Linked DNA regions of Mus musculus: all the other regions are linked to region 5. Evidence: chromatin contacts called from public Hi-C, HiCAR-type, HiChIP or PLAC-seq and promoter capture Hi-C data. All regions are on one chromosome and are shown on one strand. The core of a region is the stretch at or near the end of the contact, and the rest is flanking DNA. Distances in the headings are between cores, read along the strand shown. Region 1 holds the start of Srpk1 (serine/arginine-rich protein specific kinase 1). Region 2 overlaps Btbd9 (BTB (POZ) domain containing 9). Region 3 overlaps Btbd9 (BTB (POZ) domain containing 9). Region 4 holds the start of Mapk13 (mitogen-activated protein kinase 13). Region 5 holds the start of Rnf8 (ring finger protein 8). Region 6 overlaps Btbd9 (BTB (POZ) domain containing 9). Region 7 holds the start of Glo1 (glyoxalase 1).

The links. Promoter capture Hi-C pulls out the DNA fragments that hold promoters and counts their contacts. A called contact is a pair of places that touch in the nucleus more often than the background predicts. HiCAR-type assays count read pairs that join an accessible place to other places. HiChIP or PLAC-seq counts read pairs in DNA pulled down with a chosen protein or histone mark.
Region 1: a Hi-C map of B cells shows a contact between it and region 5, with 9 read pairs. The contact joins the promoter of Srpk1 here to the promoter of Rnf8 in region 5. A contact is called at or near these places in 2 of 39 promoter capture datasets (liver and pre-B cells) and 1 of 484 Hi-C or Micro-C datasets (B cells).
Region 2: an H3K4me3 HiChIP or PLAC-seq map of embryonic forebrain shows a contact between it and region 5, with 6 times the contacts expected there. The contact joins the enhancer-like site here to the promoter of Rnf8 in region 5. A contact is called at or near these places in 3 of 39 promoter capture datasets (cranial neural crest, liver and second pharyngeal arch cranial neural crest) and 7 of 115 datasets of contacts at active chromatin or transcription factors (astrocytes, embryonic basal ganglia, embryonic forebrain and 4 more).
Region 3: a promoter capture Hi-C map of hippocampal neurons shows a contact between it and region 5, with 2.5 times the contacts expected there. The contact joins the enhancer-like site here to the promoter of Rnf8 in region 5. A contact is called at or near these places in 4 of 39 promoter capture datasets (the C10 cell line, the HPC-7 cell line, hippocampal neurons and 1 more), 4 of 115 datasets of contacts at active chromatin or transcription factors (the NIH/3T3 cell line, bone marrow-derived macrophages, embryonic forebrain and 1 more) and 1 of 9 other capture datasets (liver).
Region 4: a contact with region 5 is called in a promoter capture Hi-C map of liver, with 2.9 times the contacts expected there. The contact joins the promoter of Mapk13 here to the promoter of Rnf8 in region 5.
Region 6: an H3K4me3 HiChIP or PLAC-seq map of forebrain shows a contact between it and region 5, with 9 times the contacts expected there. The contact joins the enhancer-like site here to the promoter of Rnf8 in region 5. A contact is called at or near these places in 16 of 39 promoter capture datasets (the 3T3-L1 cell line, 3T3-L1-derived adipocytes, the C10 cell line and 11 more), 3 of 484 Hi-C or Micro-C datasets (cerebellum, palatal mesenchyme and uterus), 8 of 115 datasets of contacts at active chromatin or transcription factors (astrocytes, craniofacial prominence, embryonic basal ganglia and 5 more) and 1 of 9 other capture datasets (embryonic stem cells).
Region 7: a contact with region 5 is called in a HiCAR-type map of astrocytes, with 4 times the contacts expected there. The contact joins the promoter of Glo1 here to the promoter of Rnf8 in region 5. A contact is called at or near these places in 14 of 39 promoter capture datasets (the 3T3-L1 cell line, the C10 cell line, the HPC-7 cell line and 10 more), 6 of 115 datasets of contacts at active chromatin or transcription factors (astrocytes, embryonic basal ganglia, embryonic forebrain and 3 more) and 1 of 9 other capture datasets (embryonic stem cells).

What each region holds. Positions count from the first base shown.
Region 1 is chr17:28,620,818-28,623,991 of GRCm38.p6, reverse strand. Srpk1 (serine/arginine-rich protein specific kinase 1) reads left to right here and starts at 1,471. Exons shown (of 16, transcript NM_016795.4): 1 at 1,471-1,592; 2 at 1,955-2,015. The coding sequence starts at 1,580.
Region 2 is chr17:30,496,167-30,499,513 of GRCm38.p6, reverse strand. All of the region lies in intron 6 of Btbd9 (BTB (POZ) domain containing 9), which reads left to right. Among named protein-coding and RNA genes, the nearest start is that of Btbd9, 78 kb to the left of the region's middle. Within about 2 kb of position 1,708, at least 42 of the 459 cell types and tissues checked have an H3K27ac peak or open chromatin away from gene starts, as enhancers often do. A contact at or near this core is called in embryonic basal ganglia and embryonic forebrain, where this site is marked.
Region 3 is chr17:30,427,038-30,430,245 of GRCm38.p6, reverse strand. All of the region lies in intron 6 of Btbd9 (BTB (POZ) domain containing 9), which reads left to right. Among named protein-coding and RNA genes, the nearest start is that of Btbd9, 150 kb to the left of the region's middle. Within about 2 kb of position 1,380, at least 4 of the 459 cell types and tissues checked have an H3K27ac peak or open chromatin away from gene starts, as enhancers often do. A contact at or near this core is called in hippocampal neurons, where this site is marked.
Region 4 is chr17:28,768,010-28,771,406 of GRCm38.p6, reverse strand. It overlaps Mapk13 (mitogen-activated protein kinase 13), which reads right to left and starts at 2,090. Exons shown (of 12, transcript NM_011950.2): 1 at 1,879-2,090; 2 at 1,267-1,396; 3 at 191-249. The coding sequence starts at 1,997.
Region 5 is chr17:29,612,915-29,616,268 of GRCm38.p6, reverse strand. Rnf8 (ring finger protein 8) reads right to left here and starts at 1,480. Exons shown (of 8, transcript NM_021419.2): 1 at 1,191-1,480. The coding sequence starts at 1,301. It overlaps Gm28043 (predicted gene, 28043), which reads right to left and starts at 1,480. Exons shown (of 28, transcript NR_132314.1): 1 at 1,191-1,480.
Region 6 is chr17:30,466,497-30,469,587 of GRCm38.p6, reverse strand. All of the region lies in intron 6 of Btbd9 (BTB (POZ) domain containing 9), which reads left to right. Among named protein-coding and RNA genes, the nearest start is that of Btbd9, 110 kb to the left of the region's middle. Within about 2 kb of position 1,452, at least 61 of the 459 cell types and tissues checked have an H3K27ac peak or open chromatin away from gene starts, as enhancers often do. A contact at or near this core is called in astrocytes, embryonic forebrain, forebrain and 1 more, where this site is marked.
Region 7 is chr17:30,611,327-30,614,660 of GRCm38.p6, reverse strand. It overlaps Glo1 (glyoxalase 1), which reads left to right and starts at 2,002. Exons shown (of 6, transcript NM_025374.3): 1 at 2,002-2,193. The coding sequence starts at 2,110.

The sequences.
Region 1 (3,174 bases), core at 222-2,721, 990 kb after region 5:
ACAAAACAAACCAAAAACCCCCCAAACAGACAAACAAAACAACAAAAAGAAAATCACAAAAAAGATCTAAAGGAGAGTTCTGAAACACATGAAAAGTATACAATTCCAATTGCGAATTTCAGTGCCTACTATAAATCTCCACAGCAGTACCCACAGTCTATGTTTTGGAAGAAATACTGGGGTCTAGAGAGCCTCATGTTCCTCCCCCATCTCTCTCATAAATGCCTGCTGATTCTACTTTACTATAGGAGTTTTGATGCCTGAATCATTGGGTTGGGACAGCAAGATTCTGAGCACACAATCCTTTCCACGTTCTCATCTTTCTGTAATGGGGATAATAACTACCTTGGCCTGAAGTTGACATCAGCATCTAATAAGATCATGCACTTGACAGTATGGAAACACCCGGTAAGTCCTACGATGAAGAGAGTTCTTCAAGGAGAAAACAGAATTCCCATTCACACCCTTCCTTTAAGGCTTTCAACTTGCAGCTAGAAAATTCCCTTTAGAAGTGTTTGCTTTTACTTAAAATAATTGTTTAGCTTACTTATGGGTGAGGGGTTGTTGCATGTGCCATGGGTCCTGTGTGCAAGTCAGAGAGAGACCTGTGGGAATTGGCCCTATTTGGATTTGAATTCAGGTCCTTAAGGCACCTTTACTTGCTGAGCTGTCTTCTGGTCCAGTTCTTTTCTTTTTTTCTTTTTTCTTTTTTGGTTTTTCGAGACAGGGTGTCTCTGTGTAGCCCTGGCTGTCTTGGAACTCACTCTGTAGACCAGGCTGGCCTCGAACTCAGAAATCTGCCTGCCTCTGCTTTCCAAGTGCTGGGATTAAAGGCGTGCACCACCACTGCCCAGCTTCTGATCCAGTTCTTTTTTTTTTTTTTAATATTTTTTTATTACGTATTTTCCTCAGTTACATTTCCAATGCTATCCCAAAAGTCCCCCATACCGCCCCCCCATCCAGTTCTTATTGATTTATTTTGGGTCAGGATCTCATTATATATGCCTTGCTGGCCTGGAACTCATAAAGATACACCTGCTTCTGGAGTGCTGGGATTAAAGGCATGGGCTGCTGGCCCAAGGTTTTATCTTTAGAAGAGGACAGAGGCACACGTTCCCTCCTTCCAGCCTTTGTTCTGTGTGTATCCACATACAATTTAATTTCCCATTTTCTTTAATGTCTTAATTGGCCCTTACAACAGCTCAGACAGGAACTGGGATATGTTTGGGTTAAGCAGTTTTGCAGGCCGGGGAAACTGAGGCAAATCCCGACTGACTGCGGAGCCCTGCCTTTCCTCAGGAGGTAAGAACTTCAAGCCGCGCGCTTTATGGCGGGACACTAAAACCAGCTTCCCATTCAGGATCCCTCGGTCCCTTGCCCTCCACTCTCGTACACCCCGGAGCAGGTGGTAGGCTCTGTGTTCACCACGCAGGCGCGCGACGCCGTGTGGGGCGTGGTCGGGCGGGCCCGGAGGCGGGGCCGGCGCGCGCCGGGAGGAAGAGCTGGGATTTGGGCCGCGGCGGGAGCCCGAGTCGGCGTCACTCGAGTGCGCAGGCGCCTGGCGGTTACCGGTCTCGCCATGGAGCGGAAAGGTGAGCGGCGGAGCGGCCTCCGCCACGAGGAGCCACGGCGGTCCCCGACTGGGCGCCAGGCGCCTCTCTGGCCACTGTCGCGGCCCCCTGAAGCGGCGTCACTCTTGCCTCTCGCCCCTCGGCTGCGGCGTCCTCCGGCGCCCGCCGTCCCCGCCCCTCGCTCCGCAGCCCCCAGGCCGGGGCGGCGAGGCCTCATGGCCGGCCCGAGCCTCTTTGGGCGCGCCGGGCCTGGCAGCCGCTGTGCACCCCGAGCAGCCCGCCCCGCGCTCGGCCCGCAGCCTCAGGCCCGGTCGCCCTGCGTGCTCGCGCCGCTCCCCGCCTCCCACTTACATCGGCCCTTCATCCATCCCTCTCTCCCGCAGTGCTCGCGCTCCAGGCCCGAAAGAAAAGGACCAAGGCCAAGAAGGACAAAGCCCAAAGGAAGTGAGTCTTGTACCCCAACATCCCGCCCTTTGCGTTTCCTCGGGGACCTCCTCCCCCTACCGGGTTGTGCGCTTCGGGCGGTTCCCCCCCAACCCCTCCCCGCCACATGGTTACTGGGCCGCTGTGTGATTCGCCCTCCGGGAATCATGTGGAAGGTAGCTGGGTCTCCAGGCTCGGGTCTGCTGGAAAGACCCGGAGCCTGCCCGGCACCACTCGCCAACTCCATCGAGGAGGCCCAGGTGTGGCCCGGCAGCCGGAGCTGGCAATCATTACCTGCCTGTCTGTGAACTCTGCTCTTCCTTCCGTGCTCCGCAGCGTCTTAACTTGCCTCCTACGTCTGTCCGCACGCTACGCCATCGGGAAATTGTTGAATGAATTTTCCCTGTTTACCCTTGGCCCTGCCAACCACACGCTCGCTTGGGTAGAGGAGGACGGCCGGGAGTCTTCCTCGCGCCTGATTACTCTGCTTCCTAAGTCTGGGAGACTCTGTGGCGTTGCTGTCCACTCGGTGTGCCGGCTAAGTTATGCATTACCGGCGGGCCGTACTATCAGGTCCTCAGAGCAGTAACGTCGGAGTAATGTCCAGAGTCAAATTGCTGGTGCCGGTTGGGTGATTCCGGCTTGGTGGGCCTAGTGCTACACTTGCCCGATTTGATGTGTAATAGTGGTTTAGTGGTGTTGGGGGTGTGTGTGCACAAAAGAGGGCACAGTCTGATAGAAACGCTGGGTGGAGGCTTATTCAAGTGAGCTTAGCTGCTACCATTCCCACCAACGTCTTTGTTTTTTGAGATAGCCTTGGCTGACCTGGAACTCCCTATGTAGACCAGGTTGGCCTTGAATTTATCCTCTTGTTTTTGGCTCTGAGAATCCTGGGATTAAGGGGCATGTGCCACCACTGCAGGCTCACTGCCATTGTGAGCTTAGAAGTTAGCTTTACGAAGGATCTTGTACTAACATTTAGTTGCAGAGGTTCCTCCGGGTGGACTTAGAGAGTTCTCTGCTTAGCACTCTGTTTCAGAGGAACTGTTTTCTGTGTTTTCCCATTTATTTGGTGTTTTGTATTATCAAGCTGGGTCTGCACTGCTCTGCCACACATTAGAAGTCTTCCTAGGTCACCCTGCTGCGCGACTGTACCGGGGTGGAGTGGGTGGTGTTGCTT
Region 2 (3,347 bases), core at 459-2,958, 880 kb before region 5:
GAACATGAACATTAATGTTCATATATGAGATGTTTTGTAATCTGCTGCCTAGAATTTATTAATGACACTCAGGAAATCTAGAACCAATAGGCAGATGCTGAGCTATTAGGCATAGGACAGTGTGTCTCTTGAGTGGACACAGGGAGTGAGAGCAAGGCTGCTCAGAGCCTGGGCTCCTGAATGGTTGCCAGAGACCTCTGACAGGCAGACAGAGATGGCAGAGATGGAGGAACTTGGAGGAGGAGCACACTGACTAGTGGAACCTCTGGGGCAGAGTCTAGTCTCCAAGCCTGTGAGCGTGTGGATGGATAAGAAAACAGCAGCAGTAAGGAACTCCACTGTGTAAGTGTGAGAGGACAAGACGCTGGAAGGACAGTGGAAGAAGCCAGAGTGGACACACCTTTGTTGTGCGTGGCAGTCACTTCCTGTCCTGCTTGCTTTGAGGACAGTATTCTGGGGGGATGTTGGTTGATGTTAGTTCAGAACTAGGCTTGTGTACCTTCAGACGTCACCCACACTGCCTGGCAGTGATTGCTTTGACCTTTAATATTTATAGCTGGAGTGGCCCAATGTACCCTATGCACTTGTCTAATTATTCCTGGGCCTGCCTTTACACTTCTGTAGGTAATACTTGTCACGTAGCAGAGTCCTCTTAACCCTCTCATCGTCCTTGAATGTAGCTGCCTGAATATTAGATTTTTCTGGAAAACTCTCTTAATATTGCTGCCCCCTCCCCCATTATTAAAGGGAGATAGGAGGAAACAAGGTTTTTAATTATTTCACCTTACAGGAATGTGTTTAAAGAGAATGATGCATACCAGTCTCATGGTTAATAAGATGATCAGTGCTTTCTTGGTGATGATTATAAATGGTACACGTCCCCAGCTCAGGGTGCTCTCTCTGGATGCAAGGTCAGCTCAGGGGAGAGTAGACCAGCAATAAAACCAGATTACTTGTCGGCTGCCAGACGTTCTGGGCAGAGTGCCAGACTTGGTTCACCTTCTGAACATTCATCTCCCAGTATGAAAATAGAGGGCTCGGTCCCTGCAAGGAATGGCAGCAATGGGACACTTGGGCTCCTTCAGTCCAGTGCTGCTGAGGACAGTGGGGAGCGGTCAGTGTGGGCTCGGTGTCTCTGACCTCATTCAAGAATGGCAGGGTTTTTCTTCATTATGCTTCAAATTATAATTTCATAAGTTAATAATTGTTCCAAATAACGTGGGTCACATGTACACATGACTACATTCTGCCTGGTGGGAAGCTATAGGTTTAATTTTGGGTAGTCATAGAAATTCTCTGCACATTATAAAGCTATTAGGACATAACAGCTGTTTTAGATCATTTCACCCTGCAAAAGAAATGCAATGCAGACTAAAATGATCAGTAATTATGTATTTTGAAAGCTAAACCTCCAGTTATAGAAAGAGCTCATTTACACATTAGATACTGATAAAAACTACAGAATTCTGTGAGTTTCAAAGTTAGTGTTATCTCCTGTCTAAGACTAGGAAAGCAAATCTGTGCCAAGGAACATCTTTCGTCCTTTGAAGTCTCCTTTGTGTTGCCCATTGTAACCGTGGAGTTGCAAATCAACAGTAGAGAAAAGCTGCTTGATATTTTTCTAAAGGAAAGCACTGAGGGACTGTTTGAGGAGTAGGACGTGGGGTTTATTTTGTGTCTGTTGATCAGCGCCTACCATCTGCCTTGCAGTTAATGTTGTAGACGCGTGCATGCGGCTCCTGGTTCTGAACAGATGACGCGCATGGCTTGTTGAGATGGCTGTGCTTTCTGTGTGTGTGTGTGTGTGTGTGTGTGTATACCTAGGGTGCTTAAAATCACACTGGAAGTGTGAAGCACATAATGAGGCTCCACTCTGGGCTCATTTGCATATTCAGCTCCCATACCCAAAACAAAGGATCAGTGGCTGGCGCTCATTTCTTTCTGCCCTCAGATCAGCTCTAACCAGCTGTCAGCAGATAGTTTGATTAAACACTTTTCTCTGTTAGAGAACTTTGGGGCACATTCTATGTGTAAACATAGATTGATTTCAAGGGACAAATTTTCAGTGCGATTCATGGATGTATCATGCCATAAGCTGCAAAACAAAAATATTTTTCTGTAAGTTTCCTTTTTACCATTGATTCTCTAGGGTGAGAGCAAGATTCCAATTCATGATTTTTGGCTGAAATCAAGGTGGTAGATGATGTATAAGCCTAGTTTAAAGAAACCAAGTAAATTTAAGGTATGGATTCATAAATTCGACTATTTCAGGAGATTTTTAAAATTTGTAATCACTTTAAAATATGACAATAGAAATTTTACTTATCTTTGACATGTTCACTAGAACATATAGTATAGTTATCTTTTTTCTAAATATAGTTATGCATAAATGTGTTATTTGTAAAAATGTTATTTAGTGGCCAAAAATATTTGGAAAGCTGTCCAAACATCAGAAATGTCAGCCATCAGAGAAATGGATCTTAAAACTGCTTTGAGATTCCATCTCACCTCAGTCAGAATTGCTTCATCAAGACATGACTGTAGGGCAGTCCTCATATACTGCTAGTGGGGGTATAAGCTGGCACAAACATGGAAGTCAGAGAAGTTTCCTTAGACAACAAAAACTAGCCCATGCTCCAGCTAAAATACTTCTAGATAGGCCCCGAAAGACTCACAGTGCACACACCACACACCTGATGTTCCTATTTGCTGCTGCATTCAAATGCAACAGCTAAGAATGGACCAACCAGCAGATGAATGGACAAGAAAATGTGGTACCTAATACAGTGGAGCTCCATTCTCTCATAAAGAGTGAAGTCATGACATCTGCAGAAAAGTGTGTGCAACCAGAAGTCATGTTAAACAAGCTAGAGTCAGACAAATATTGTCCTTCCTTATTCTCTCATACCTAATCTTACGTATGTGTGTAGGACATTGAAGTAGAGAGGGGCCATGAATGGAGGACAATCTCTTCAGGGAAAGGAGGAGGAGGAGGAGGAGGAGGAGGAGGAGGAGGAGGAGGAAGAAGAGGAAGAGATGGCTCTGGAGTACATGTAACATGAAAGCACATTTGTGGGGAAGAAGAGGACCAGCATGTAGGGACAGAGTGGACAGAGAGAAAAGGGGAGGGAATAATAGCCAAGTGTAATGTACAGGGCAGCAAAAGTACAAAGGAGATTCCATTATGAAACCCAATAGTGTGTAAGCTAATGTTGAAAATCATTTTTATAAAGAAAATAGCATTTAGTGTGTGCTATTTCACTATCTCGTCAGTGTGTTGTCAGTCTGTTAGTACATAACAATCGGATTTATCTCTTGTAACAGTACCAGAGTATATTACTGTTAGC
Region 3 (3,208 bases), core at 131-2,630, 810 kb before region 5:
TTGGTTATTTTTCCTTGTTCTTATAGAAAAGAGAACAAAGCCCATTTAATAACTGCAAAGCTTACTGTTTGCAGAGACCCTAAAGATTACTAGCAACAAAATGTATTTATGTCTTTAATAAGGATTGAAGTTTACTATTCACCAAATGTGTCTCCCGCTCTTCTTTCTGTGTTCTTTTCTGTGGGCATGTCTGGTCTTGGGCAGAAGAATGCCGGCTACAGGATAGTACCTGCCATTTGTAAAATTTTGAGGTAATTGCTAATTTTGATACACATGGGCAATTTTGTGTTAGAGAGTTTTGTGTGGCTTCCAACTATCAAGATGGGAAGAATAGATTATAATGAATGATGCCAGCTGTGAGACTTGGTTACATAGACAGAATAGGCTATGGAACAGAGGTGATATATGTGGAAATGAAAATTGACCATTTGTGCGGTCCAAATTAAAATGGTTCCATTGAAATGATAATATCGCCTGTTAGTGACCTTCCAGAAGAATCTCTCAAAGGATGATGAAGCTTTAAGGCCACAAGCCACGAAAGTCTTTTCAGAGCAGAATCCTTAAAACACACTGGCCTTCCTTCTGTGCCCTCCTCCGGATGCGTGAATAAGCAGATGCCAGAGACTCTCTGGAAACAGGAAATACCCTTGAGAGTCACTGGCAAAAATGATGGGCCATCGGCTGCTTTTGTCTCAGGACTGCTGGCCATTTGTGCATTTCTGAGTAGCCTCCACCCTCATTTCTCTTCAGCTTCTTATGAAGGAACAGCTCTGTCACCTCCCACAGTCCCCAAATCCATTCTGTTGGGATTGCTGTCCATACATGATTAGAAAAAGTTCCATGTTTTGGTTGGGAGGGCCAGCTGAAGGAAGCTTTGCTGAGAGAGAGTCAAGGGTCTCTGAGTAGTGTAGATACTGTCTTTTTACTTGTAGGTGCTCTACGTTGTATGTGTATGGGTTGTGGTTATCGCCTTGACTGACTGTTCTAGTGTCTGTGTGGAGTCAGGGGTCTACTCTCTTTTGAGTGGATAGTAAAGCACCCTGAGAGAAAGCCTGGGGCTGCAAAGGAGAACAGGACATGGTTCTTGCCTTCAGGGCGCCTCTGAAATCGACAGATGCAAAATCATCTAAGCAAAAGCTGGGTTGTGGGCACAAAAGTAGTGGATATTCCAGACTCGGAGAGGCAGGAAGCTCTTGTTTGCAGTGACGGTAAGAGGAAGCTTCCGAAAATGTATTTCCACCCTGTCTTGGAAGATGCGCTGCATACATTTAGGCAGAAGAGGCAAATAAACATGTTTTTGGCAAAAGTAATGGGTGGGAAGGAGCATCTTCAGGAAATGGGAAGCGCTTCTGTCGACTGTAACACGTTATGTATGATGTGGGCAGTAGGGAAGAAGGTTGATATCCAGATGGGCTTGGACTGTGCCATGCCAATGAGAGTAGAGCTAGCGTGACAGCTGATCGTGAGGCCTGAAAACTAGGAAATGGCCCAGGCAAGAGAGCTTCCAAAGATGTTCTGAAAGCTACGAGGAATGCAGTGTGGAGTGAGGGAGAGAATTGGAGAGCAGACTCCAGAAGTGTGTTTTAAATGATGGGTAGAAAACTAAGGTCTGCTTTACGCGTGTGCCTTAGCAAATGCCACCTGATGGTGCATCTGGGCAGTGGAAATGTAAAGGATCAGATTCCTGAGTCATCTTAGAGAAGAACCTGCCCACTGGGCAGGTATGGTCAGCCAGATGAGGGTAGAGAGGGAAAGTTAAGGGTGTCCAAGGGTAATATAGGAAAATTCTAGAGCCAGAATAAAAGTCACGATGAGAGAAAACACTTTTCTTTTTGATGAGTTGATATTTTGGGACATGCTAGGCCCAAATGCCAGCAAAAACTCCAAGTTGCCTTGTTTGGGTGGCAGTGGAGGTGACCGTAGGTGTGGTCTCCTGGACAGTAGGGTAGGCTTCTGGCTGACCACAGAAGGTGGTGCTGTAGATAAGTATGGAAACTGTGAAGAGATTTCTTGTATTGTATCTGTGGGTGGAGCGAGTTGTTGACCCAGCATATGTTCAGAAATAGATGACTAATGCTATGTTTGTTCACATGTAGGGACCTCTTGCCAGGATGCGTGTGGGAAAATCAAGGACAAGGACACAAAGCTAAAGAGATAAGGTTCTTTCTATAGCTGTCATTGTTGTCTTTCATAATGGACATAAGGGCCCTCTGTCTCCCCACCCACTCCTCCCCACGCCCTCCGTCTTCTGTTCACCCAGAGTGCCCGTTTTTCTTTGGGTATTAGCACTGTGCAACCTCTCTACTTGGTTTTACTTTGAGTTATGCTTTAAAATAGTAAGCTGGAATGTATCTTTAATCCTAGCACTCGGGAGACAGAGGCAGGCAGATCTCTATGAGTTTAAGGCCAGCCTGGTCTACATAGCAAGTTCTAAGATAGTAAAGAGACACTGTCTTTGTAAGCTATTAGTAGAGTACACTCTCGAGATATTTATCTATTTTTTTTTTGTAAATGTTTTGTACCTATAGCAATACATTTTGAAGCTCTAGTTCAAGACTATAAGTAAACAATAAGAAAAAACTTTTCTTTTTTTTTTTTTTTTTAAAGCCCATGGTTAAGGAGAAGAAGTGGAAAGCTCCAGGTACCTTTAGAGAGGTGGATATAAATAAATGTACATACATTGAAAGAAAAATAAAGCACTAAAAACAACTTCATGCCAGCCAATAATAATTGGATGGAATTTATTTCAAATTTATTGAAAGACAAAAAGTACTTAAGTCACCCAGGAAGAGATAAATAGTAGCTCTATTGGTTAGGGAAATTGAATATAAAACTAAAAGCATCCCAACATAGAAGCTCCAGGCTCTGACGGCCTCACTGCTGAGTTCTACGACTATTTCTTTCTACTAAGAAACAATGCCAACTCTATACCTGTACATACTCGTCTAGAAGAAAATGTAGAGCAGTATTTCCCTATTCTGTTTTAAAGTAGCATTACCCTCTATCGAAAGCAGAAAGTTACTATGTAGAAAGAAAAAGACAGATTGGTATCCTTCATGGGATAAAATTCAATCTGATACGTTATAAGGACAATTTATCAAGGTCACATGGGTTTCTTTCCTCCTAGGCTCCAAGAGTGATGTGACGTTAAAAATCGACACATGTATCTTAGCACATTAGCTAGCAGTATTTGTTTGTAGGGACTGCC
Region 4 (3,397 bases), core at 841-3,340, 850 kb after region 5:
GCAGGTACCCTACAGCCCTTCCACCCACAGCCAAGGGACCTCTCCAGGGAAGATCTCAATGTAAAAGCAGAGGCACAAGAACTGCTAGGTGGGGGGGGACGGACCCCTTTCTGCGCGGAAGCTACCCTGCCCCAAAGTATTCCCGAGCCAGCCTTAAGATCTGCCAACACCCCAATCCAGCCCGACTCACAAATCATGGAAGCTCCGAAGGGAAGACGCAGGGGTGAAGACATCCAGAAGCCCAATGACCTGGAGAGAGGCCACCAGTGAGGGTGCGCTGCCAACGCCATTCTTCCCTGTCCTGAGGGTCTCAGCCACCCAGGGCCACCATCCAGGTCACCCTCTGCTACGGAAGGTGGCCCCAGCTGGCATGGGAACAGTTTGGGGGCCCAGGCAGAAGAGGACATTTGCCTGGGCTGGAGAGATGGCTGAGAACAAGGTAAGTTTGATCCCAAATTTGGGGTTTGGGGTGAACAGTCCCACTTGTAACTAACAAATCTTGAGGGTCAAGGGGGGAAGAGGAGAGAAGGATGAGAACTCCAGGTCCTTGGGACTCTGGACCTCAGCTCTAGCCTTGGACCCCGGGTCTCTAGCCACATCTGTCAGTCTGTCCAGAGCTAGAGGCAAGTCCCCTCCACCTCGAAGCTGGAGGCCACTGAGGAAAGGTTATCTGAAAGGATTAGGGTTCACGATGTACAAGGCTCTATTTGAAATGGACCCTAGCCCTTCTGCCTGGCCCAGAGCTGGGTCACGGGGTCTGTTTCCATCAGACAGGATGGTCAAATGGTCAGGCACCAGGCTCTGCCTCCCGCCCCTTCCAACCTCAGCTCTGCCGCTGCAGAACCGGGGAAACCTTTCTGTGCCTTGGCATGTGTTACGGAGAGGATTATAAAAGTTAGCCAGCCCCCACCCCCGCATGCATTAAATACTCAGTATTTATTGTTAGACTTAGAGTGGCCAGAATGGAGGCAGCTTTAGCTCAAGTGCCCAGGCTCATCGGACTGGAGTCCTCACAGAACCAATCGCGAAGCTCCCCTGTGCCTACTTCCTCCTCACAATCAAGAAAAGGTTGTGTGTTTTCTGGGAAGCGAGCTGGGCAGGCCCTGGCATCTTCTCATTGGGCTCTCCTTAGAGAGCTGAGAAACCAGGGTGGAGCAGAGGAAGTTCTTTCTCCTGGCCCTGCGCGCACGACCCTGGGCAGGCCCCTCCTGGGCCCCTCTCCCTGCCCTCCGATCCCCGGCACATCCACACCCCGAGGCAGCCTACGTTCTCATGGTGCATGTGCTTCAAGAGCAGAAGCTCGCGGTAAGCGCGCTTGGCAAAGATCTCCGACTGGAAGGGCCGGCTCAGCTTCTTGATGGCCACCTTCTCCCCTGTCCGCTTGTCGATGGCCGAGCTGCGGGGTCACAGGCAGGTGAGGGGGAGGGGCGGCGCAAAGGGCCTAAACTGGAGATCCCTCCAGCCCTGTCCTAGGCCACCCCCATTCTGTGCTCCCCAGGCTGGCCGGAGACCAGCAGAAAGAGAGAGAGAGAGAGAGAGAGAGAGAGAGAGAGAGAGAGAGAGAGTGTGTGTGAGTAGGGGGCGACGCCAAGGAAGGGGCGGCAGAGCAAGGAGAGAAGCAGTTCTTGCTGACAGGATGCAGAGCAGGCCAGGAGTCCCTGCTCTGCGATTTGGCAAGTTCCCCTCTTGGGGCCTCATCTGCAACCGCAGGGATCTGTCCCACGAACTCCGAGATCCCTTTTAAAAAGTTACAGCCTTGGAGAACCAGATTCGCCAGCGACTCAACCCACAGGGGCCCCACTGCCACCGGGCTCACTCGGGGAGGCTGCCGAGGGGTGGCCCGTGGCTCCTCTGATTCCTGGGGTCCCCGGGTCTCACCACACCGCTCCATAGGCCCCGCTGCCGACGTGCGCGGGCGCCAGGTAGGTCTTGGGTAGCTCCCAGGCAGTCTTGTTGATGTCCTGCTTGTAGAAGCCCCTTTTCCGAGTGAGGCTCATCCCGGACCCCGTGGTGGCGGTCCTGCGAGGAGGTTGCGGTGGCTGCCCGCGGGCTCCCGGCCCGGGTGTCCCGCCGCGGTCCCCTCCCGCCCCGCGCCCGCTCCTCCCCCGTGGGGCGGCGCACCTGCCGCCTCGCCCAGGTACGTTCCCGCCCCGGCCCGCCCACCGCTCGCCCGCGCTCCGGACTCCGCCCATCACCGGCGAACGCCCCAGGCCCCACCAGCCACCTGCTGCAGGTGCTGAGGGAGGAGGGGGGTGCCCTGCGGGAAAGGGGTGCCTGCGAGGCTGCCTAGAGACTGTAGGAAGAGTTGGGAATGGGGTTAGGGCGCGGGGGGGGGGGCGCTCAACTTGTTGCTAGTTGGGCTAGTTTAAGAAATATACCCTTCACATGTAAGGCGTGGTGGCTCAGGTCTGTACTCAACACAGGAGATAGAGGCAGAGACAGGAGAATTGCTACGATTTTGAGTCCAGTTCAGTACATAGTTCAATGCCAGACTAGGTGAGACCCTGAGGAAGAAGGGAGAGGAGAGACTAGAGAGGAGAGATACAGAGAATGAACAGAGAAGGAAGAGAGGGATAGAAGAAAGGAGGGAGAGATAGAGAGGGTGGGAAGAGAGGGAAGGGGAGAAGAAGGGAGGAAGGGAGGGAGGAAGGAAGGATAGAGAAATAACGTCATTCTTGACTACGCAGTAAACTGGAGACCAGCATAGGTTACATAGTGAGACCCCACAGAAAGATGGAGAGGTTGTTCAGCAGGTTAGAGACTGCACCGCTCTTGAGGATGACCTGAGTTTGGCTTCCAGCACCCAGGTCATCATGCACATAGTTAAACAAAACAAATAAGCAAATAAATAAACAAAAATAGGCATCGTGGTGCACACGCCTTTAATCCCAGCACTTGGAAGGCAGAGGCAGGTGGATTTCTGAGTTTGAGGCCAGCCTGGTCTACAGAGTTCCAGGACAGCCAAGGCTACACAGAGAAACTCTGTCTCAACACCCCTCCTCCCAGAAAACCCTCCGGAGATCCCCAAACAACAACAACAACACAAGAACCCTACAATTCATGGGGTTCTACATGAGCTCCTGTGACCCCAGGACTCTTGTCTTTTCAGTAAGCAGGACTCTCAGATCCTAAGGCTCAGCGACTGACCAGGGCTCAGACTCTATTCCTCTTCCCCATTTTTCTGAAACAAACTCCAGGCATCCAATCCTTCTTCTCATGAGAGATTTGCTGTCTTACACCCAGAGTCGACGGCTGCTAATTCTACAGTCCCCAGAGTTCACAAAGATTTAAACATCCACCGGAGTTTGTTTGATACTGGTGGTGATGGTTTTGTTTTGTTTTTAGCTTTTTAAGATTAATTTATTTTATGTATATGAGTACACTGTAGCTGTCTTCA
Region 5 (3,354 bases), core at 231-2,730:
GAAGAAAGGGTTTGGGTTTTTTTTTTTTTTTTCAGCTTACACTTCTGAAGTGCAGTCCCTCATCAATGGAAGTCAGGACAAAAACTCACACAGGGCAGGAACCTGGAGGCGGGAGCTGATGCAGAGGCCATGGAGGGGTGCTGCTGACTGGTTTGTTCAGCCTGCTTTCTTATAGAACACAGGTGCACCAGCCAAGGGACAACCCCACTCACAATGGGCTGGGCCCTCCCCTATCAATCACTAATTAAGAAAATGCCTTACAGCTGGATCTTATGGAGACATTTGCTCAATTAAGTTTCCCTCTTTTCAGAGGACTCTGGTTTGTGTGCCAAGTTGACAAAAGACCAGCCAGTACACATGACCAACATTCAGTACTGTACAGGCTTTCCAAAACCTCAAGGATTCTACATTGCAAGCGCATCCCTGACCCAGTTCTGCTTCCAGAGCAGACTGCAAGGATTGAAAGCCCACAACAGCACCCAGCACCTCTCCCCCACTTAGAACTGTTCCTCCCACTTTGTCTTTGTTTCTAATTTTGCGTTTGTGGAGCTGCAGATACAGCTCATTTGGTAGAGTCCTTGCCTTCCAAGTTCTGTGACCCTGCGTTCAATCCCCAGCACCGGCCTTTTAAGTCAGCTTTACATTGTGAGCAGTTTCTGGAGAGAAGGCTGACCCACTTCAGGAGTGGCCCACCCCGACGCTCCAGTTCCCCTCGGAGATGGAATGGAAGACTTTTATTTTCAGTATTACAGTTCGAGGGGTTTAGGCATGCTACCCTTAAACTCCTGATCACACTTAAAATCAACTCCAGAGAGTCCACGCCCTCCGCAGCCTTCCAGGCGTCCATCTTCAGACTCCCTAGACAGGTTCGCCACTCCTAGGAATCAGTGGGGACGCCTCTGCCTCAGTTTCTCCGTCTCTGATAGACCCTTAACTGGGACAGTGCCTGTTCTCGACCCCATCCTTCTCCTCGCTGGGAGGCCCGCGTCCGTTACAGCGGCTCCGGCACGGGTCCCGCTCCCGCGCAGCCGCCCTCCAGCTCGGGCCTCAAGCCGCGGACTCGCCTGGCCTCGCGGCCCGGTCCCTCCGGGCCCTGAGGTGGCCGGAGCCCGCTGCCTCGGCGCCTCCCCGCCGACCGGTGTGCGCGGCCTTCCCCCGCTCCCGCAGCTCGCCAGGCCTCTCGCCCTCACCTCAGTCCCAGCCTCCAGCTGCAGCCACTCGCAGTCCATCCCCAGCCGCCGCAAGCACCAGCTCCGGCGGGCCGCGAGCTGCCCCGAGACCAAGGGGTCGGGCTCGCCCATGGCCCGACCGGCACTGGGGCAGCGTTCAGCAACCAGCCAACCTCTAGCCTGAGCTCCGGCCGCCTCCGAGGTTCCTCTCGCGCAACTTAATCTACACACAAGACAGAAGCAATCGCCCGGGGATCGACCGCGTTGAGAGCGCGGGCCCGCCCCAGGCCTGGGAAGGCGGGCAGTGCGCGTGCGCAGCGGGAGGCGGGCGGGAAGTGCGCAGGTGTGAGCCTGAAGAAGGACGAGCGTAACGTCTGCTGCGGACAAAATCCTAAACTAAAGCATAGATTTTAGGACTTGGAGGATGGCTCAACGAGTAAAGCTACTTGCTGGCAAGCGTGGAGACGATGCTCAGGCTTCACCTATATGGTGGCTGGGGAAAACTGACTTTTCAAATTGGCCTCTGACTTCCAAATGCGCACCCTAGCGGGTGGGTGTGGGTGTGCGCGCGCGCCTGTGTGCGCGCAGAGTAATAAACACTTAAAAGTTATAGATTAAAAATTATAGTAAACAACAGAAACACTCTCTTTCCTTGGGTTCGTGAGTATAATAATGACTTTCCCAATACCTTCTTTCCTCTCTGCGCTCTCCAAAGCCAGTACCCCAGATCCAGCAGCAATGAACCTGAACCTTTATTTGTATCCCACCCCTTTTTCCTTTGGCAGAGTGTGGTGGAGGATGAGGAGTTCAAGGGCATCTACCGCTATGCAGTGAGTTAGAGGCCAGCCTGGGATATGAGACCGTGTCTACAAAACAAACAAAAATTGCTTTATAACACGGTGATGACGGCCATAACCATTTTATTGAGAACTATAGCCTACTTTGGGTTGGGAGTAGGAGATTCTGAACATTGAACACACAGCCAAGGATGTACTCTGTAGCTAAATTATACCTCCACCCCATTATAACCCACTTTTGAGTGATTTAGAAAAGTCTGATCATTTTAAGGTTGATTCAGTCTATTCCTATTTAGCATCTATTTGTTTTTCATGACCTCATTTTGTTTCTGAATCTTTAAAAATTATACCAGGCAAATCTGTAGAGATGGATCGCATTACCTGGGGCTCATACAGGGTACAGAAGGAATGGAAATGGGCTTGAAGGGGCTAGGGAGATGAAACTCTCCCTTCTCTCTCCACGCTGAAGTTTGGGTGTTTAAGATATGTGTGTATGGGCTGGAGAGATGGCTCAGCGGTTAAGAGCACGGACTGCTCTTCTGAAGATCCTGAGTTCAAATCCCAGCAACCACATGGTGGCTCACAACCACCCGAAAGGAGATCATGAGATCTGGTGCCCTCTTCTGGTGTGTCTGAAAACAGCAACAGTGTACTTACATATAATAAATAAATCTTAAAAAAAATAAAAAAAAGATATATGTGTACATGTTTTGCCTGCATGTATGTCTCTGAGCCAAGTGCATGCCCAATGGCTGCAGAAACCAGAAGAGGTTGTTGGATCCCCTGGAACTGGAGTTTATTATTTTTATGGATTGTTTTGGTTCGGTTTATTTTTATGTATGTGTCTTGCCAACATGTATGTATGTACCACGCGTGTGCCTAGTGCCTGTGATGTCCAGAAGAGGATATCAGATCCCCTGGAGCTGAGGTAACAGATAGTGAGCCATCATGTGGGTGCTGGGCACCAAAGCCATGTCCTCTGGATGAGCAGCTCATCTTGATGTGCCATTTCTCGTACCTGATGTTGTTTTTTGTTGTTGTTGTTGTTTCGAGACAGAGTTTCTCTGTATAGCCCTGGCTGTCCTGGAACTCACTTTGTAGACCAGGCTGGCCTCGAACTCAGAAATCTGTCTGCCTCTGCCTCCCAAGTGCTGGGATTTAAAGGCATGCACCACCACTACTCGGCTGTTTTTTGTTTTGTTTTGTTTTTTTGATTTATTTATTATTATGTGTAAGAACACTGTTGCTGTCTTCAGATGCGCCAGAAGAGGGCATCAAATCTCATTTAAGGATGGTTGTGAGCCACCATGTGGTTGCTGGGATTTGAACTCAGGACCTTCTGAAGAACAGTCAGTGCTCTTAACTGCTGGGCCATCTCTCCAGCCCCT
Region 6 (3,091 bases), core at 203-2,702, 850 kb before region 5:
TAGTGCAGGTCCAGAGAGGACGCAAGTACTGTCTTCCCATGCTTCCCCTATCGTTGTGAAGGAAAGTGAAGAAGGCGTTTCGGGAAACGTTTCTGGAAACGTTTCTAATGGTGCACAGTTCTGTGCTTAGCAGGGAAAGAGCAACTCTGCCCTTGTTTGCAACATGGCATTACTAGTTCCTCTGTGATGTGTAGACTTTCTGAAAGAAAATTGTTCATGTTAGTGTCCACATGTCTTGAACTTTAAAGTCTAGTCCAGGAATAAGTTCAAATCCCATAGTGGTGCCCTTTAAACAAATTTGTTAATTTCCTTCTCAGCATCCTGCTTCTTCCCCTGCTGCAGGCTCCGGGTGGTGCTGGGTGGTGCCTGGCAGCGAGGGGCCTTGACTGTTCCCCTTAGGAAGGGAAGGCTTGAATAAGAAAGAGTACCTTAAGGGTAGGTAGGAGGAGCTGCTGTAGAGCTATCTAATGGATGTAATAGTTCATATATAAAGTCTGAGGAATAGGAGTAATATTCTGCAGCTGAGTAACTGTAGATTAATCCATCTTCAACCAGTACTGGAAGCATCTGTAAATGGGGAAATTATCTTTTCCTTTTTTTTTCTTTTTGGCACAGCTGGACTAAATGTTTTTTCCCAAATACTTTAAAGTTAAATTACATCCACATACCAAAATCATAGGAAAGATGGAAATAAAGTGTAAAAGTGTTCTTTTCAGCTATGTTTACCATGGTGATGGTGGTCTGTTTGGGGGGATGCAGTGTGGCAGGGCACCCTGAGGTCACTATAGAAATTCTTCTTGTGTTAGAGGGGCCCGTAACAGCTTGTGGTGGTCCATTTTGGCTTGAGCTGGATGAAGTAACCCTTTTAAGGTGGGTGGTGCCGTCAGCCGGGGAAGCTTCTCCCCAGGCCCTCCCTTTGACCCTTTCAAAGCCCCTTTTAAGTCCTCCTCTGAAAGCACATCACCAGGCCTTCCTCTTCTGTCAGCAAAGGCCAGCCGGCTCTCTCCTCCCCTGCTCTGCCCTTTAATGAGTGCTTGCTTCTGTGGAGGGAGAGGGACTCCAGGACATGTAAGCATTTTAATAGGCCTGAGTGACATTCTACAGATATGTTTGGAAGACATGAAAGGGTGCAGGCTTTGCTCCTGTCTCATTCTCATCGAAATTAGAGATTCCATTCACATGCTGTGCCTACAAGGTGTTTAATTTTGGCAACATATTCTGTTTGAAGATTCTTGAGGAAATAAAAAAGTAAAAAATGCCAATTCACAATTCTGTTTATTGGAAGTGAATGAATACAGATGGAATTGGTACATTCTATAAAGACTAAACTAAAAGAGTAGAAGTAGCTTAGGAGTAGCCGCAGCATCAATGTGGCTGCAGACGTCGGCAGTTTACAGAGCACTTTGCTCACAGCCCATTGGCATTCAGCACAGCCTTCTGTGGCAGGAGCTGCTTTGGCCGAACTCCTCCGGCTTCTTTAGCTCTAAGATCTCTGAGCCTGAATCTCCACACTGGCTCTTTTAATTGGCATTCTTGCGACACCATGTTATTAGACGGGTTGACTAGTCAGAGCGTCTGCTATTGGTGGCAGCTGTTCTTCATGTTTAATCTTTCCTCCTCTGCACCTCTCATCGCTGTCACTTTCAGTCTGAAAACTGGAGCATATGTAGCCATCTTTATTTACTTTTGTTCTGTGCTAGCATTTGCCTTCCATTAAATGAGGTTGTCCTTTAGGAGACAGCTGGCGATTTGTTTCTAAAGTCAAGACTAGACTCATCTGTTGCATTCGGAACCTGGGCTATGTTAGGGAGGCTGCAAAAATAAAAATAACCATCGGTGTGAGCACTGTGCTGGAGCGGCAGACAACTGTCCCCACCAAAGAGCTGCCACTTCCGCTTGTAGTTGGTGGCTCTGATACTTTTCTCCTGGGAGTTTCCCAGCCAACAGTAGACAGTGCAAGCATCTGTGAAGGGGCTGCCTGGGCGCATGCCTGTGTGCCAATCTCCTCCTCTCCTCCAGAGGGGCCAGTCTTCAGGTTTACTCTTATGAGCAGCACTCCTAATTTGATTTTAATGTCAGCTCAAGGAAGTTTGCTTCTCTTCCTTTTGTATTGAAGTTATTGAAAGCATTGTGGTGATCTTTAACCAAGATGTGCTTTTGTGCTTTATTAAATGAACTTAAGGAAAAAAGTTTAAACACCAAGTCAGCCTAAGGGTTCTTTGAATTCTCATGATCAAGCATAGGTTAAGAGTTTTTTATATATATATATATAGTTTGTTTGTTTTTTGTTTTTTGTTTTTTTTTTTCGAGACAGGGTTTTTCTGTATAGCCCTGGCTGTCCTGGAACTCACTTTGTAGACCAGGCTGGCCTCGAACTCCGAAATCCGCCTGCCGCTGCCTCTCAAGTGCTGGGATTAAAGGCATGTGCCACCACTGCCTGGCAATTAATTAATTTTTTGAGAGCTTTTTTCACGCAGTGTATTCTGATGATGCTTTCCCCTCCCCAAGGCTTCCCAGATCCTCCCCACTGCCCAGCTCTGTGCCCTTTTTAACAAAACACATAAATAAAACCACAAATGTACAATCCCCACCCCCAAATCCCACAGAAATGGCAATATGCCACACAGACTCACACACACCACACAAAGCTTAAACAAAGTATTAGGAGGCAAAAAGCCTAGAAGAATGCCGTTGGGTTTGTCTGCATTGGCCACCTACTCCGGGGCACGGGCCTGCCCTTAAGTAGAGTTGATACCCAGTGAGACTCCACTGGAGAAAGGGAAATTTTCCTTTGCAAGCGGACATCAGTTGCAGGTAGCTTCTTGGTTAGGAGTGGGAGCCTTTGTCCACTCCACCTCTCAGTCTCCAGGGGCGTGGCATCTGACTTGAACCTGTGCAGGCCCTGTGCACGTTTCCACAGTCTGAGTTCTTATGAGCATCAGGCCTCTTGGATCCAGAGGACACTGTTTCCCTGGAGTCATCCATTATGTCAGCCTCAGTCTTCCTGCCTCCCCTTCTGCAGGGAGCCCTGAGTGGGAAGGGGTTGATGAAGAGCCCCAAAGGGTCTCACTCTGACATGTTTTACATAGAG
Region 7 (3,334 bases), core at 753-3,252, 1.0 Mb before region 5:
TGGCACATGCCTTTAATCCCAGCACTCGGGAGGCAGAGGCAGGTGGATTTCTGAGTTCGAGGCCAGCCTGGTCTACAGAGTGAGTTCCAGGACAGCCAGGGCTATACAGAGAAACTCTGTCTCGAAAAACCAAAAAAAAAAAAAAAAAAAAAAAAAAGAAAAAGAAAAAAAGAAAAAGAAAGCATAGAGGTGGATGTCTGGTGTCTCTCCTCAGTACTCCACCTTTTGTTGTTTTGGGAGGAATCTCTCATCATTATCCTGTTATTTCATGTTATTTCATAGGTGTGGCTAGGCTGCTTAACCAAGCTCCAGGCTTCTGCCTATCTCTCTGGGACTACAGGCATGCACCACCGAGTTTTTTCTATAGATTCTGGGGATTTGAACTCAGGACTTTATGTCTGTTCAGCAGGCCCTTTATTAATGGAGCCAGAGCCTCAGCTAACTCATTTTATTTCTATTTGTGGAATCTATCCACTTTAGAATATGAATTTCTGGCAGATTTTTTTCATTTATGTCTCATAATCCAGTCTATGAAAATAATCACCTACCTAGTTTCCTACTGTTTAACAAGTACCTTTTGCCACTCTCTGCCCTGTCCCCTCCACCCCCCCTATTCAGCTGTTTCTTTTGTTTGTCACGTGGACTATAAGTATAATAATCTTTGTCTAGCGTAAATACTTAGCAGTGAGTCCTAGGATGGGCTCCCCTCAGCTCCACCAACTGCTGTCAAATAGGTTCCCCACAGGTTTCTAGTAATTTAGATTTCTGCCAGCTGTGCCTGTTGATTCCAGTGTTCTGCCTTCCACACTAACCATGATGGTTTTTACTTTAAAAACTTAACCTGAAGGCCTCGGAAGGGACTTCCCTATGTACTAGAAAACTGAAGTCAATTTTCACACACGGTGTTCTCTGTTTTGCAATCTGCCTGTTCTCCTCTTTGCCACTTTTTATTGGTTTGTATTTTTCATTGATCTGTAATTTTTTTTTACATATTCTGCACACAGAACCTATTATATTGGCCTTACATGTATATGACCTATACCTCTTTCTCCTAAGACCAGGTTTGTCTTCTTTATGTTCTGTTACATTAGAGTTATCAGTTCCTGTCACATTTCTCTCCCTAGTGTTAATCATGTGGTCATAGATAAACAAGAAGGAGGGGAGGGGATGAGAGAGGGAGAGATTAAGGAAAGATTCACCAAGAACCAAAGCTTCTTTAATTATTTTTAAGACTGAGTCACATGAAGCCCATTGTTGGCCTTGAACTCACTATGTAGCCCACACTGGCTTTAAATTTCCTACTTCTACCTCCCAATGACTGGGATTACAGATGTGAGCCACCATACCTGTACCATTCACCACATTTTAAAAGCTAATTTTAGATAAGACATCCCATCAGTTTTGTCTACACACATACTCTGTGTGTAGAAGTGAGTCATTAGAATCCCATTCAAACTCAGGTGGTTTGTGTATACTGCATAGTCAAACCACAGTTATTCGGTTCTACACACATTTTCTACATACATTCTCTACACACATTCTCCAAGGAGGCTCTGGGAAGACCAGTAAGTACCCCATGCTCCCCGGGCAAAAATATAGTGGAAGAAATACTTAAACTTAGCTGCTTGAAAACAAAAACAAAATCCTAAATTCGAATGGTTTTCAATTATCCTGGCTTCAGGTTCTTATACAATTTTTAAAAAGATTAACACCCAGTTCAAGCTCTCATTATTCTAAAAAGCGTAATTTCCACCAGGCTGAAATTTTCTATGAGGTTGCCGCCCCGAGGAATGGGTAGTTTTCAAGTTTTGTAATTATAAGCAAAATCAGGTTCCTAACACTTTTTTTTTTTTTTTTTTTTAAGAGTTGCCACTATTGTGCACAATGGCATTCTGGAAAATGTAGTCTCGCCATGCTGAACCAGACTCACTGGAATCCAATCAGCAGACAGCCAACAGCCATGTGCACCGTGGTTGGCTGGGAGCCGCGTCCGCCCGCCCCTTGGCCTGTCACTCAGCCGACTGCAAAGGCGTCCCCCGGGCCTTGTGGAGCGTGTGGTCCGCTGGCCTGTTTGCTACTAGGGCAGGTTGGTGATTCTCCAGGGCAGCCATGGCAGAGCCACAGCCGGCGTCCAGTGGCCTCACTGATGAGACCGCTTTCAGCTGCTGCTCCGATCCAGACCCTAGCACCAAGGTGGGTGACAGGGCCTCCTTTTCGGCGGCTGGAGCGACCTGGGGCTCTGGCCCTGCCTGACGGAATCCTAACCCGGTCTGGCCGCTGCTTGCATGTCGGCCGGCTGACGGCGCAGTGGAGTGAGCTGGAAAGAGGGCGATGGGGGCAGGGGCGGGGGGACAGTGCAGAGGGATCCCCATCTTCAGAAAGTTATTTCAAAACTTGTAAACGCCCCCCAGAGTGCGTTAACTTGTTTATTTTGGGCACGGTGTCTTGAAGCCAGGGCGATTCAGGGTCAGATTCCGTGTCTGTGGGTGCAGTTATCCTGGCTTAGGCGCCATGTCCCTTTAGACGGGCAGGCACTTTCAGAACTTGTATAGCTCAAGGGGCCCCTCTGTAACTGGTCCCTCTCAGCCGTACTCTTTTTCGTAGTCGCCTTGCCGCCAGGGTTCACTCCTCCAAACTACTGCGGTTGCTCGAATTTAACTGCCTTTGCTTGCTTGGCTTTGCCATTGCTCAAGTCCACACTTCTGTCCACCAAGAGTCTCTGGAGAGATTACAGATAATAAATAGGACCTCGACTTGGAGGGAATCTTAGACACTTTTCTTCGGACCCTTTCGTTTTGTAGTTACAACCAGTAAGGAGCTTAACCGATGGCATTGAAAAACTTTCCCTTAAACACGGCTGTACTTACAGTAAAGTAGGCAAGACTCATTCAGGTGTGGTCCCTGCCTCTGCATGGCCAAAAGTTAGACGTGGTGGCTGACGGAGGAATTTATTCCTGTATAGTCATCCGTGCCAGTAAACACCTATATTCAATTAGGTGCTGCATCATTGTGAATTCCTGGATTGAATGTGGGCTTTATGCAGACCTCTAGGAGGGGCAGATAGATGGTGAAGACTTTGGTCCCTGCTTGTTCTTTGCCTTAAGGGCAAACAAGAGTCAGACATACTGTAATTGCCAAAGCTTTTGACTAGCACCAGGTGTGTACTTAGGGACACTCTTAGTCACTACAAAATTAAGGCAGGAAGGAAAGGCCGAATACAGGCACACTCACACACACTTCTCCCCATTCCTTCTATTTACCCATACATAACCTTAGTATGCATTTAATTTTTTAACATTGTGTGTGTGTGTGTGCATGCGTGTGTACGTCAGTG